Linked DNA regions of Zea mays: region 2 is linked to region 1. The links are chromatin contacts, called in public Hi-C maps. All regions are on one chromosome and are shown on one strand. Each heading gives the region's core, a stretch centred on a gene start, on an enhancer-like site or on the middle of the called end of the contact. The rest is flanking DNA. Distances are from core to core; before and after follow the strand shown.

Evidence for each region. A called contact is a pair of places that touch in the nucleus more often than the background predicts.
Region 2: a contact with region 1 is called in a Hi-C map of endosperm, with 2.8 times the contacts expected there. The contact joins the promoter of LOC103640509 here to the enhancer-like site in region 1. A contact is called at or near these places in 6 of 25 Hi-C or Micro-C datasets (bundle sheath, ear, endosperm and 3 more).

Annotation. Positions count from the first base shown.
Region 1 is chr1:167,848,128-167,855,865 of Zm-B73-REFERENCE-NAM-5.0, forward strand. No RefSeq gene overlaps it. Among protein-coding and RNA genes, the nearest start is that of LOC118476071, 120 kb to the left of the region's middle. Within about 2 kb of position 3,059, at least 19 of the 20 cell types and tissues checked have an H3K27ac peak or open chromatin away from gene starts, as enhancers often do. A contact at or near this core is called in bundle sheath, ear, endosperm and 3 more, where this site is marked.
Region 2 is chr1:168,383,293-168,391,030 of Zm-B73-REFERENCE-NAM-5.0, forward strand. LOC103640509 (calcium-transporting ATPase 1, plasma membrane-type) reads left to right here and starts at 5,086. Exons shown (of 7, transcript NM_001321487.1): 1 at 5,086-5,490; 2 at 6,327-6,381; 3 at 6,531-7,738. The coding sequence starts at 5,314.

The DNA.
Region 1 (7,738 bases), core at 1,809-4,308:
TGTCTCGTTATTTAGACTGCGACACGTCTTTTACAGACAGTTCAGCGTAAGTAGATCTTTTTATTGGGTTGATATCAATAGACAAACTTTATCTCTATTTGATATTTTATTAAAAATATTAAGCAACCCCACACACCATGGGCTGATATCATATTAATACGCATACATACATATTATTAATATATTAACCGGCCTCTACGTGATCGGTATGTACTCGGTATGTACGTCGTGAGTTTCGTCATGCCTTATACGTAGGGCTGACAATGGGCTATAAATTTTGCACTATAAGATTTAAGGATCAAAGCGGGTTAGGATCGGGCTCTATTTCTAGTCATTTTTGAGCTATAATTTATTTAGGGCTTTGACATTTTGTGAAGAACTATTTGGATCACAATCCATTACCACCCCTACTTATACGTGAATATATGTTTTCTTCTTCATAACTCGCCTAACAACCAGATAAGATAGAACTTAACTCTCACATCTATGTGTCTCTACAGATAATGGGACAATAACAGCCCAGGGAGAAGAAGAGGCGCCGCTTCCGTGCGCGCTAACAAGTTTGGGTGTTTAATTATTTTTATTTAAAAATTAATAGAAATAGAGTCCGATTCTAATTCGATCCGATACTTAAATTTTATATTGTAAAATTTAGAGATCATTACCACCCCTATTAATACGATGCAACGTAATGATCTTGTACTACCCTCTATGAACTTGTTTGGATACTCTAGTATTAAACCTAATTAACATGTATTGAGGTGAATTGAGGTGTAAATTAAACAAAACCTAAGAGGTTGTTTGTTTAGAATTATAATGTGTCCAGATTAATTGAGGTGGATTGAGGTGTAAATTAAACTAATTTATACCCCAATCCACCTTAATACATGTGGATTGAGATGAATACTAGAGTATCCAAACAAAATCTAAGGGGTTGTTTGTTTAGAATTATAATGTGTCCAGATTATATAATCTGGATAGGTATAATTCTAAACAAATAGACCCTAATACTTATCACCTAGAATTGTAAAAATTTTGACCATGGAAATTGTCTCTTGCTCTGCACATAGCAAATCTGATTCATCTTACAAGACATGATTGAAAGAAACGCTCTGCCAGCTGTTTGGATGCATACACCAGCCAGTTGAACACCTAATACTACCATGATTCGGCTCTTTGCCGAGTGCTTGTCGCTTTGGCAAGTGCAATTTTTACTGTCAAAAGGGACGGGCAAAAAGGAGTTCACTGGAGCCTTCTTTGCCGAGTACTATACCAACATATATAGCAGACGCTCGACAAAGACTATGTCACGTTGCTTAGCGCCGTGACGGTGACTTTTGTCGAGTGTCCGATAAAAAGTAATTGACAAAGAAGTCGTTACTATAGATGGCCAAATGGACCGTGCCTAACGGGCCGGCCTGAAGCACGACCATTAATAGTGTCGGGCCGGGAGCCATGCCATGCTTGGGCCGCTGCCTCGGCCCGGCCCAGCACGATTATATATTTTTCATTTTATAAAACATGGTATATATATTTATATTTTATATTTGCTATTTACAACAAATACACTAGAGTTCTGCTGGTTAGTCTTCTTCATTTAGTGTTTTCCCATTTAGCGTTTTCCTCCTTGAATTGTAGAGGGAGGTCATGGGTTCAAAACCTCACTCACGTATAGTTTTTTGCTATTTGCCGGCGTGTCGTGCCTGGACTGCGGCAGGCGGGCCGGGCGGGCACGACCCGATTATCCGTCGGGCCTAACGGTGCTTCATCGAGTCCTGTTTGCCGAGAGTCACGTTCAGCAAAGAGATTATCGAATGTTTTTCTGGGCTCTGCGGAGTATCTGAATCACTCAACAAAGCACATCGTGTGAATTCATCTAGTGCATTCCGAACTGCCACCGGATATTTTTTTTGGATGACAGGTATCTGCCTATTTTCCGAATGATGAATTGCCTACTGAAATTTTATTTTTCTGGTGGCAAATAATTAATCCAAAAAATGCCGAGCTAAATCCAATCACGTGGCCACGTGGGCGCCTAATAACACCAGTCATCATCTTGTGTGGCTGTCTCTCAGTTGCCGCCATTGGATCTTTTCGTTACGGTTAGATGCCATTTGCAAGGTGCGCGGACTTTAGAGCAATAATACAAGACGAGAGGAGAGAGAGGGTTAATTCACGCAGGGGCGCAAGAGATCGAGGAAGCAACGAGTCGCTAGCTGTTGGTTGACGTCGCTACCAAGCTTAGAAGACTTTGGTGGCCAGCAGCAGCCATGCACCTTTTGCGCGCGGTGCCGGCCGGCCGGCCTCCCTCTTGTTGTTTTCCCGCCAGATGAATTCAGCACGTGTGCGAGCGAGCTTCTAGATGTTTGTTGCCAGCTAGCTGATCCTGCCTCTTGCGATTATAATGACCACATCATGCATTGCACCAGCAGCTCCTTACTTATCTCTGAGGACGATTGTACTATAGTACTATGCATGGCCAGATTCAGTGCACTGGATCAGAAGTTCAGAACAGATGTGTATCACTCGTCAGCTTGTGCAGCATGCATGCGAGTAATGGACATGCAACAGTGGTGTGCCGTGGTGGTTGCTTGATCCAGCTTTGGTTTTGTTTGTTTGTTTTTTTTTTTTTGAGGGTGGGGGGTGGGCGGGGTGGTTCAAAGTTCATGTCAACTTTATAAGGTTCAGACATGCAAAGGGGGCCGGCCGGGACTCTGAAAACCGGAGGACGACGCAGCATGTTTCACACAGTGATGTTTCCACTAGCTAGTCATCTCTTCTCATCGATCATGGCTGCTTTTGTGTGTGATGTGCATGCCGTCGATTCTTGCATTGCACCACTCACCACTGAAAAACGTCCTTGTAGCCCCGATAGATAGATTCATTTTCAGCACGCTTTCGATCACTTGTGGCACTGTCGAAAAAACCAAAGCACCCATGTCTCGTCCATGAACGTGGGTAGATTCTTTCCACAACGCACACGCACAGCATATCCTGCCAGCATCTCGCTGCAGCACTAGCAGAGGATACATGGCTGGCTTTCGACCCGCGTGGCTCATCCTGGGAGCGAGGGTTTCACGCACCAGCTGGTGCGCGCATGCATGGGATACTGCAGGCAGGATATGCTAGGGTTCTAGGCTCATGCTGGTGAAGATCAGCGATGAAGTCTTATTGGTGTATATATAATAATTGTGTGTTCAACAGCTCAAGTCTACTAGCTAGCAGCTAGCTTTAATTTTGGATGGAGAGCCTGATGAAGGGACAGGACAGTGTGAATAACCCTCTCGAGTTCTTGACTGGGTAGACAAAAGCAAGCACCCTTCAGCAGGCTAGCCTTCAACTGAGAGCGAAGAGAGACCCAGAAAACGACGTGGGGTTTACGGGAAGCAAAAGAAATAGAAAAGAAAACGACGTGCATGTGGGGCCCTGTAGTGACAGCGACAGTGACAGCCGCTGTCGCTCACACCACCACCACCCGGCCCACCAGGCTGCCTCTATACCGGGCCAATACAATGCACCACGTCAACCATTCGCCTCAGCATCTCTTACTGAGAGCGAGAGGTGCTCATCTCATGTATATTTTTTCCCATCTACTTTAGAGCTAGTTTTACAATCTATTTCTATTTTTTTTAAAAAATCTATTTTTCAAAGGAAAACTAGTTCATTTTTTCTTGAAAAATTGTGAATCTCTTGTAAAATTGGAGTTCTCAAACTAACCCTTAAAAAGAATAATTCTCTTGCCTGGTGTAACTTTATCAGAATAATCTGATCATATTCCTCGGGGATACTGGTAACGTCACGAGGATCTTCTTCAAAAGCCTGTGGCTCGATATACGACAGCCTACGTCTAGCGTCAAAACATATTCGGCGCCGTCTCGCATACTTTTTTTTATTAAAAAAGGGGGATTTTATTTATATGTTTGACTGTAATCGTCCTAGATGCACCCATTAACATCCTCATGAACTTTTTCATAGAACTATTTTCGGTCAATTTGGTGGCTTAAAATTCTCTCGTCTTCCATTTTATTTCCTCTTATTTCATGTGACTATGGTGGTGTTGTTTTAGCTTTCTTTGCCGACTGTACTGCCAAACGTTCAGCTTTTTAAGCCGTTAAGATGAGAATCACTTTGGTGAAAATCGTTCAGAATCAACGTGAACAGAAAATCAGTCGTGTCATCGGGATAGGAGCAATCGTCGCTTTCTATATCTTAAACACTATGGACCACTTCACCTTACTTCGTATATAATCCCCACGATACTTAGATTCTCTCCGCAACCAGATTCTGTCCATAACCAGAACGATTCTAAAAAAAACTCATAATAAAAAAGCCGAACATCAAACGGGCTGTAGCTAGGTTGTGTAGTTTCCGTACAGTCCATATTCACATACCATATGTTTGGTTTCCCCGATGCAGACGTGTAGCCCCATCCAAACCTACATGGTGGGATACGGGACCTTACCCACATCTCCGCGGTGCAACCCATGTCTCCTAAAATGGCTTTCTTTGTATCCGTGTGCGCAGTTCAGAGCTCCATCATACAACCAACCATGCAGGTGCACTTCCTCGGTCAACGGATGACACAGACCTAGACGCGTACATCTAAGAAACCAAATACACGGATATAGTTAGCGAGCTTCATAAATTCGTTACCCAGATCTCTCACAAAAATTCAAATATTTAGTCGACTTATAAATTTAAACTTTGGATCATTTTGTACCATAATTACATCGCTACAAAAAATCAAGAAACTTTCTTTGGTCATATTAATTTTCTGCGCTTTCCAATAATGACGCCGAAAATTATTCGGTTGAACCTCTTTTGAAAACCGGTTGAACCTCTTTGGCAGACCTGTCAGTCAGTCTTGCCAGTCTGGCTGACAGATTGTTGTGCAGTCTAGCCAAGTTGACCAAACCGATTGAACCGCCCTGGGGGCGATTGAACCGCCCCTAACGACTCTGTCGACCTGTACGCCAGTCTGACTGGCAGATTGTTGGTCAGACGTCAGAGGGGTCAGAGACCAGTTGAACTGCCCCGAAAAACGAGTTCAACTGGTCTTGACCAGAAAGTTCAGGAGAGAAAACCCTAGTTCAACTACCCAGAGGCAAGTTCAACTGGTGTATGGTCAGAGAGGTTCACAGTTGAAGTTGAAGTTCAGCTGGAGTTGAGAAAGCTCAGCTAGAGTTGAAAAAGCTCAACTACAGCTGAAGAAGCTCAACTCAGCTGAAGTTTAGTTCAGCTGAAAAGCTCAACTGCAGCTGAAGAAGTGCAGCTGTTTTTCAACAAGAACACTCCCAGTTTCTCAAACCTAACCACTGTCAACCATAAAACGTTCAAGAGATTTTTGGTTTTCAAAAATAGCTTCTGAATATAGATGCTTGAGCTTTGGCAAACACCAACCTTCTTTTTGGATCCCTTTATAGTACGATGATTCCTATACCCAAGTTAAATAAAATATAATTAACTAAACTCCTTGAGTAATTGGCGCCTCATGTGTGATTTCTCCATGGCGTTGCTTCATAAGGATCACAAACATCTTTGTCTCACCTTTTGAAGCAAACACAACTCAAACCTTGTGACTTATACCATATCACCATATATGAGTTTAAATCATGGCTTCAAGTCACCGTACTGATGCATCAACATGTTATAACTCTTCATAGCTGATTAGTTCATCGACTTATAGTGCAAGTACTCTCTTCTTCACCTTAGCCATAGTACCTCGGTCCACAAGCCGTCGCTTGGCCTCCACCTTCGCTTAGTTCCTCGAAGCCCTTTCCTTGCTATCTTCACCCTATCAAGCCATTCTTGAGTCACATCATATTGAGCATCCATTGAGAGAATCATTTCTTCAATATTGTGAACCTTGCTTGAATGTCTTCTAGATATAACCGTTAAGATCAATCAAGCTCTAGTTTGATTCTCATAGAAGCATATATGAACTGATAGTAATATGGTCAAGCCAATTCACGATTCCTCATATCTTATTCACTTTGGCTTGACCAATCCTCTTAATCACTTCATCCTCTATTCTGACCATATGTATGTAGTGATTTCTCAGGCCTTGTCCATATATTCAAACAATATAGAGATCATATTATATCCATTTTCATTGTCTCATTGGTTATTTAACCTCGTATTGAACCTTTGTTCACTGATCATTATACACTATTCAAGTATGTTCATCATACTGAATTTCTTGTTCAACACTTAGCAAACTCGTTAGACCTTTAAATATGTTGTTATCTAAATCACCAAAACTCACAAAAGGGATGAATGCACTTTCAGCGTGATATCGGCCGCCCGATTAGCAGCCAACGGCGTAGATTAGTTCTCTACTCAAAACAAACCGGTATCTCACAAGCACCCTCGGATCTGCATCCAACGGCCCACGGCCGATACGCGGGTTGGAACGTGGGGCCGGATCTAACCGTCAGTTACCAACGGACGGTCCCGATCCGAAGTCGTCCTATTGCCGTCCAATCTCTAATCCCGGTCGTCCAAACAGGATCCAACGATCCCAACATCGTCATCTACCTCCCGTTGCGAATTCACCCGGTAGGCCCTGACCGCGACATCGCCGATGACGGGCAATGACCTGCCACGCCGGCGAGCTAGCGACTAACTGTCCCTGGTTATGGATTGGGGCGCGGGTAACTTCCTATGCATAATGCAAACGAAGACGAACTATAGGGACTTGCCCTTACCAGCGTTTAGAGGCTGCTCCCAGAGAATGACTGCGCGACGGTGTTCTTTCAAGGCGAGTTCCGGCGCCCAAACCTGATGCCGCAGAGGACGCCGCCCACGGTACGGGGAGCGCCGCAGTCGCCACGGGCGTCGAGAACCCGGGCGAACTCCTCCCCGGCACTCCAAGTTTGCTCTCTATTTCTCTCCTCGACGGGTAACATCGCGTTTCTTTCTCTCTCGCGGGGCGATCGATGGCACGCCCGTATATATGGTCCACGGGCCACGCACGTGGGGGCGCCATGCACGGAGATCATTGGCGATTATAGGGGCGTGGGCAAGCGACCAAGCTAACCAACCGAGATCACACGCGGCAGGCGCGGAGCAATAGGTTCGCCAGCTGCCGCGGCCAAGCACGATTGAGGCAGGTCGGTGGAGAAGAATGTGCCGAAAAAAGGGGCCCACAGGTCAGTGTGTAGCGCTGGTAGCCAGGGTCACGCGTATGGGTGGACGACGTGTACGCGACTGGCAAGAGGGCCCGACCGTCCAGTGAGTGCGCGGTGGAGGAGGTCGGGCCGCGCGGTCCTCATGGTGATCTGGGCCGAATGGTGATTGCGTCCCAAACCGAGTTCTTTTCCTCTTTTCTCTTTTTCCTTTTTATTTTCTATTTTCTTTTTCCTTTCTTTCCAAAACCAAATTTCAATTCCAATTTAAATCCAAAGTTTGTGGCAAATTCGACTTCACATTAAATGTTCAATTTGAACATAGTATGGGGATAATTTATCTGTTTATAAACTTATTTTATTTTGTATAGTACTTCTCTCTTTCTATATTAATTCCAATTTTTCCTAATTTGCACTTTTTTGGGTTAAGCCAAATTCTCAACTCCTTATTATATTTTTATCTATGTTATTATTGTATTAAATGCACAAACAAAACTCCAATATGATGCTTGGCTTTTCTTTTTGTGCTTTAGTAAAGAATTTCTCTTTTAATTAGGTTTAGTCACATGTCTCAAGAAGTAGATGGCAAATTATATAAGGAGATCAACTCG
Region 2 (7,738 bases), core at 3,836-6,335, 540 kb after region 1:
GAGGGGTGACTTAAGCAAGATCCCAACGAGCCTCAAGCTAGGTGAAAGGGAAATGTGCCTTTGGGCCATTTCTAAGTATTTTGGTGATTGAGTGCCAACACAAGTGGACTTATGCAAAGTGATGGACAAAGTGCAAATCAAGTAAAAAGGTATGTTTCTAAGACTTAGTACATTGTGTTGGAGACTAATGTATTGTGTCTAAGTGCTGGAAACAGGAGAAATCAAGTTGAAAAAGAGATGGCTTTGTTCAGGCAAAGGAAGCTCGGTCTAGGTGCACCGGACTGTCCGGTGGTGCACCGGACAGTGTCCGGTGCGCCAGGCCAGTGGCTGTCAACTGGTTGCTCTCGGGAAGCAATTAACGGCGTACGACTATAAATCACCGGACTGTCCGGTGGTGCACCAGACTGTCCGGTGAGCCAACATTCGGCCGGGCCAACGGTCGGCCACATAATCCGCATGCGACGCGTGGCAAGAGCCAACGGTCAGGAGGGGCACCGGACAGTGTCCGGTGCGCTAGGCGACAGAAGACAAGAATTGCCTTCTTGAAATGCTCTCAACGGCTCCAAGCTGCCTTGGGGCTATAAAAGGGACCCCTAGGCGCATGGAGGAGGACACCAAGCATTCCTTGAGCATTGTTGATCACTCACACTTTATTCTTGCGCACTTGTTCGACATTCTTAGTGTTTTAAGCTCTGTTCTAGTGAGAACCTTGAGATATTGTCTTGAGCTCAAGTCGTGATCTTGTGTGTGCGTATTTGCTGTGGATTTGAGTGTGTTGCTTCCCTCCCTTACTCTTGTGCTTCATATTGATTCTTATTGTAAGGGCGAGAGACTCCAAGTTGTGGAGATTCCTCGCAAACGGGAAAAGAGCAAAGTAAAGAAGAACACCGTGGTATTCAAGTTGATCATTGGATCACTTGAGAGGAGTTGAGTGCAACTCTCGTCCATTGGGACGCCACAACGTGGAGTAGGCAAGTTTTGTACTTGGCCGAACCACGGGATAAATCCTCGTGTCTCTTGTGTTTGTCTTTATTGTGTCTATTGTGATTCACAAGAGCTCTCCTCTCTACTCACTTGATTTCAGTGTTCTAACTCTTAATCAAGTTTGTGGTGTTAAGTTTTAAGTTTTACAGGATCACCTATTCACCCCCCTTTAGGTGCTCTCAATTGGTATCAGAGCCGTTCTCTTCAAGAAAGAGACTAATCGCCCGAAGAGATGGATCCTAGGGGCAAGGGGATGGTGGTCAATGATAAGGAGAAGGAGTCCTTCGTCAATGATCCAAAAGATGACAAGCCTACTGACTCGGGCTCAAGCCACAAAAGAAAAGACGGGAAGAAGAAGAAAACAAGGCGCATCAAGGAGATAGTCTACTACGACAGCGACGAATCTTCCTCTTCCCAAAAGGATGACGACAACGACTACGAGAAAAAGAAGACGGTTAATTCAAACTTTTCTTTTGATTATTCTCGTATTTCGCAAAGTACAAGTGCTCATTTACTCTCCATTCCACTTGGAAAACCACCTCACTTTGATGGAGAGGACTACGGATTTTGGAGTCACAAAATGCGTAGTCACTTGTTCTCTCTCCATCCAAGCATATGGGAGATAGTAGAGAGTGGAATGCAATTTGATAGTACTGATAGTCCCACATTTATCAATGAGCAAATTCACAAAAATGCACAAGCTACTACTGTTCTTCTAGCATCTTTGTGCAGGGATGAATACCATAAGGTGAGCGGCTTGGATAACGCCAAGAAGATTTGGGACACCCTCAAGATCTCTCATGAGGGAAATGGCGTTACCATGCTCACCAAGATGGAGTTATTGGAGGGCGAACTTGGGAGATTTGCAATGATCAGGGGCGAGGAGCCAACCCAAACGTACAACCGGCTCAAGACCCTCGTCAACAAAATAAGGAGCTATGAAAGCACGCTATGGACGGACCACGACGTCGTCCGCCTAATGCTAAGATCCTTTACTATCCTTGATCCACATCTTGTGAACAATATTTGTGAGAATCCTAGGTACACCAAGATGACGTCCGAGGAGATACTTGGAAAGTTCGTAAGCGGGCGAATGATGATCAAGGAGGCTAGATACGTTGATGATGCGTTAAATGGCCCAATCCATGAGCCTCAAACCGTAGCTCTCAAAGCAACGAGGAGCAAGGAGGCCCTACCTAGCAAGGTGGCACAAGTCGAGGCGGCGGGGCTCAATGAGGAAGAGATGGCACTCATCATCAAGCGCTTCAAGACGACGCTAAGGGGTCGCAAGGAGCATCCCAACAAGACCAAAACGAAGGGGAAGCGCTCATGCTTCAAATGTGGTAAGATTGGTCACTTTATCGCTAACTGTCTCGATAATGATAGTGACCAGGAACAAGGGAACAAGAGGGAAAAGAAGAAGACTTACAAGAAGGCTAAGGGCAAGGCATACCTTGGAAAGGAGTGAGACTCGGTTGGCTGAACGATGAGCCTGGTGGCGCCCCTGGCCTATAGAAGCTCGGCACTTGGCCGCGCGCGTAGCAATGATTGGTGGCGAGGCTCACATGGCCCGCATGTGCCGAAAACGCGTCCGATGAGACCGCGACAGGCCTGCCGAGCTACGTGTACGTATATATAAAAGCAAAGGCCATTACGCCCCACCAGTCTAGACTGTCTGGTTCAAAGAACAAGCAAGTTGACACGAGCACTTGAGCAGAGACATGGACCTATGTTTGTTTATATAGCGATTGGATCATCTAGATCTCATGGATCTGCATGCCTTTTGTTTATCTCTCTCTCTCTCTCTCTCTCTCTTGTTATTGAGTGATTGATCATCCCAACACACTTACACCCTTCATGTTTGCATCCTTGGGATCATATTAGTTAGCAAGTTAACAACATATAGCTAACTATCTCATATTATATGAGACTTGAGAGAATGTTTAGCCGTTAATCGGTAGGTTTAATTTGAATTGCTGGTCCATTTTCTTAGTGGCTATCATCTCATTTGGTCGATCTCGCTAGTGCGATAGTCGTAGTTGTTATCTTGCACCGTGGCCCTGAAAAACGAAATGCAACGAGAGAGCAGAGCAGGTGAAAGATCAGCGTGGCCAGCTCGAAGCTAGCGGACTCTTCTATGGTGCTAGTGAAGCAGTTTTTTTTTCTTGGCCCTTGTCTTTTAATTAGCAACAGCACATGCTAGCCGCTCCTCCTTTGCTACTCACGCATGACGGCATGATGTCGCGTGGAGAAGAAGAAAAGAAACAAAAAGATGGAATGCATCTCCGGGTGATGCACCAGTGCGGAATTCGATTCTGCATGAGCTAGGACTCCCCCGCCCCAAACTTATAAATATATAAGCCTAGATTAGAACCGAGTAGTTCTTTTTACGTTTAATTAAGCATATCCATACAATACTCCTTCCGTCCCAAAATATAGTTCTTTATACATACTTTTTCCGTTCATATTCATTTAAATGATAACGAATATAGACATATGTAAAAACTATATTCATATGTTGTATAATGAATACGTGATTAGTCTAACGTTCCGTTTGAATCATTAGAATTGAATTCCATTCTAATAAATTAATAATAATAACTTTAGCATATATCAATTAAGCTAATTCAGTTTTATACAAAATATATTTGTATACTATTAATAGCAAGATGTCGGAGATATTTATGTGTTATATTTTTACTATAGATGAGTGAGACAAAGAGTGTCATGTAAGTTCCAGAGTAGAAATAAATTCTACTAATGTATAAAATCATTTCTCATCCTCCATCCCATGAATTTGAGATAGGATTATATCTGAACTTTGGAAAGTGGTGGAATGTCAAATTCCAAACTAAATAAGTTACTTTATTGAGTGAATTTCAATTGCTCTAAAACAAAGGGATCCAGACGCCCCTTAAAACAAATTAAATTTTAGGGACGGAGGGAGTAGAAAACATTGTTGAATTAATATAGTTTTAAATTCTTTGTGTTAAAACTGATGGATTATATAATGTTATAGATTATACTAATAATGTATTTTTAAAAAAATTTATTATGAATTGTGTGATTTTTATTAAATTAATATAGTTTTAAATTCTTTGTGTGAATTATGTGGTTTTTATTTAACTAATTATGTGTTCGATGTTATTTTTTTCAATAAAACATTATGGTTTGCTTAAATATAAATATGTAAAAAAAACTAATGACGTTTAGGTGGTTATATGTTAAAGCTAAATATTGCATACTGAAATATTGTGATATACTACGATATTGTAATATACTATGGCACTATGATAGACTAGCATATAGCCCGTGTTAACATTATAATCTCAAGGATGGGAAGGATTGACGGCGGTGACGATACGAGGGGGAGGGTTGGCGCGGTGGCAGCACGAGCGAGGGGGAGGAGCGCCGAGGTCACGAGAAGAGGAATGGTCCAAATAATATTATACATTGGATTTGGGTGAGTAAAAGAGAGATGATTATCCATCAATATAAAACGTTGGTTTTGATGATATGTCAAGTCTGAATGCAATTCGTTGGTAGATTTAGTGGAGGTTATGGGTGTAGGGATGATTTGATTAGATAGATTTTATAAAATTTAAACTAGTGCATTATATAGATATAGATAGATATGGATATAGAATAGAATATAATAAAATAGAATAGATAAATGTAGAGTTTATAGATATAGATGTATAAATATACATAACAATTGATGATAGATAGATAGTGTATTTATTAATGAAAATTTTGCTATTTTGTTACTCTTAATTTTAGCTCTTTGTTATTGTGCCATCGGTGTCTATGACTGATGGAACCATATGTATCCATGATTTTGTGGATTGGATGATATAATGATGAAACCCATAAATAATAATGATAAAATTACAAATGACTCATTTATTAATATAACAGCTGATCGGACGATAATTACTGCAGGCAGGAACCACTGGAGACGAGGGACTGACGACTCTCGCCGGCGCCGCGACATCGACTTGTGTCGTCACCCTCCCACCCCAATTTCCCCGCAGCTTCCTTCCAGTGTCGCTGCCGCAGTCATCACTCTGCAGTCAGTCTGCACCCCTCCCTCCCTCCCTCCTTCCCTCCCTGCCTGTTGGCCGCGGCTCGCGGGAACCAACACCCCATCGCCACGCCGATCCCCCACCGACCAGCCAAGCCGCTACAAGTCAGCCGTGCCCCGCACGCGTGCACCTGATTGGTGCTTGGCCGGCCGGCTGACCCACCCGGGGCGGAAGGAGGAAGGAAGGACCGGAGAAGCTGCTTCCTTGCCGTCGCCCAGGGGGACAGGGTAAGCAAAGGAGCGGGATGGAGAGCTACCTGGAGGAGCGGTTCGGCGGTGTGCAGGCCAAGAACTCCTCCGAGGAGGCGCTCCGCCGCTGGCGCCGCCTCTGCAGCGTCGTCAAGAACCCCAAGCGCCGCTTCCGCTTCACGGCCAACCTCGAGAAGCGCGGCGAGGCCGAGGCCATCAAGCACGCCAACCACGTGCGCTCCCCCTCCCGATTCCACTTACTCCCCCTTCCCTTTCCTCTCTTGTTCCATCCTACGATGCCGCCGCTTAGTCCCGCCGGGATCCGCGGCAACGTAGCCCGTGGGATCTGGACCTAGGGCCACTACCTGTTTGCCGGCGCCTGCACTTAGTAGCGAGTCGTCGCTGCATCTGGGTGCCGGATTCAGTGAGCTCAGCATGCGCGGGGGTGTGGCGGTTGTGGCCATGATTCACGGTCAAGCTAGTTACTTTTCTAACTGAAAAGCCGCAGTGTGTTTTGCGGCCGCCTGCTTTGTTTGCGCATTTTGGGGGTCTTCATTTTTGTTTTGAGACCCACTCAGTATTTGTGGTATCAATCAAGCCCTTAATGCCACCCAAAAAAATCTATGATGACTGTTCTTCAGCTACGACTATGTACGCGTACGAGGGACCATTTGCTTCTCGCACCATTTCACACTGCTGCGACAACACGCCTTTGGATCTGCTCTGTTTTAGTGCTGCCAGTTTGGGAAATATCAGTCTTTTTCACTAATTATTATTATGTGCTACCTTAATTACCTCCCATTTTCAGTAGGTTCTTGCAACTGGCTACTATCAACTCCACTCATAGTTAAGACTAATTAGAACCACTGCAGCAACCATAAACTTGAACCACTTTCCATTACTCTGCTATCAGATCCTGAACCAGTGCAGCAACATGCCTAGTTATGCCCTCCCGTTTTTCTGATTTGAGCAGTTAACCTCGCAATCCAACTGGGTGGCTGTCTTAACTCTGTTACTACCGCCACCAATACCTTCGGTTACTCAAGTTAACACTGCTGCTGTGTGACAGGAGAAGCTGCGTGTCGCTGTGCTCGTCTCAAAGGCTGCACTGCAGTTTCTACATGGTAATTGCACACCGACAGATAGTACTGCCAGAATTTGTCACGCTTTTGTAATTTTGTCTCCACCTCTTCTATTTCCTAACCTTTTTATAGCCGCTATTTGCAAGCATTGCTAGCAACTAAAACCATGCTTCTGAATCGCGAATGTTCAGGCCTCACCCTTCGAAGCGAGTACGTCGTCCCTGAGGAAGTCAAGGCTGCAGGGTTTCAGATCTGTGCCGACGAGCTGGGGTCTATTGTTGAGGGTCATGATAGTAAGAAGCTCATCACCCAAGGTGGAGTTGATGGAATTGCGGAAAAACTTGCAACTTCGAAGACGGATGGGCTAAGCACAGCCGATGATAGTATTAAGCGCAGGCAAGACATATATGGAGTAAACAGGTTCACAGAAAGTGAGGTCCGTAGTTTCTGGGTGTTTGTATGGGAAGCGCTTCAAGATACAACTCTTATAATTCTTGCTGTCTGTGCGTTCGTATCGCTGGTTGTTGGCATTGTGGTGGAAGGGTGGCCAAAAGGTGCTCATGATGGTCTTGGAATTGTTGCAAGTATCCTCTTGGTTGTGTTTGTCACTGCAACAAGTGACTACCGGCAGTCACTGCAGTTCAAGGACCTGGACAAGGAGAAAAAGAAAATCCATGTACAGGTTACAAGGAATGGTTTTAGGCAAAGGCTATCGATATATGATCTTCTTCCTGGTGATGTTGTCCATTTAGCAATTGGGGATCAGGTCCCTGCAGATGGGCTCTTCATTTATGGATTCTCTCTGTTGATCAATGAGTCCAGCCTAACTGGTGAAAGTGAACCTGTTGCTGTAAATGAAGATAACCCTTTCCTTTTGTCTGGGACCAAAGTACAAGATGGCTCCTGCAAGATGCTGGTAACAACTGTTGGCATGCGCACCCAATGGGGAAAACTGATGGCCACTCTCAGTGAAGGCGGCGATGATGAAACCCCACTGCAAGTCAAACTTAATGGAGTTGCAACTATTATTGGCCAGATTGGATTATTTTTTGCTGTTATAACTTTCATTGTCCTGTCGCAAGGGCTATTCAGCAAGAAATACCATGAGCAGATGCTTTTAAGCTGGTCAGGAGATGATGCATTGGAGCTGCTGGAGCATTTTGCTATTGCAGTTACTATTGTTGTTGTTGCTGTTCCCGAGGGATTGCCGTTAGCAGTCACGCTGAGTCTTGCATTTGCCATGAAGAAAATGATGAATGACAAGGCACTTGTTCGCCACTTAGCTGCATGTGAGACTATGGGTTCGGCTACTACCATCTGCAGTGACAAGACAGGAACACTGACAACTAATCATATGGCCGTTGTTAAGGCCTGCATCTGTGGAAACATCAAGGAAGTT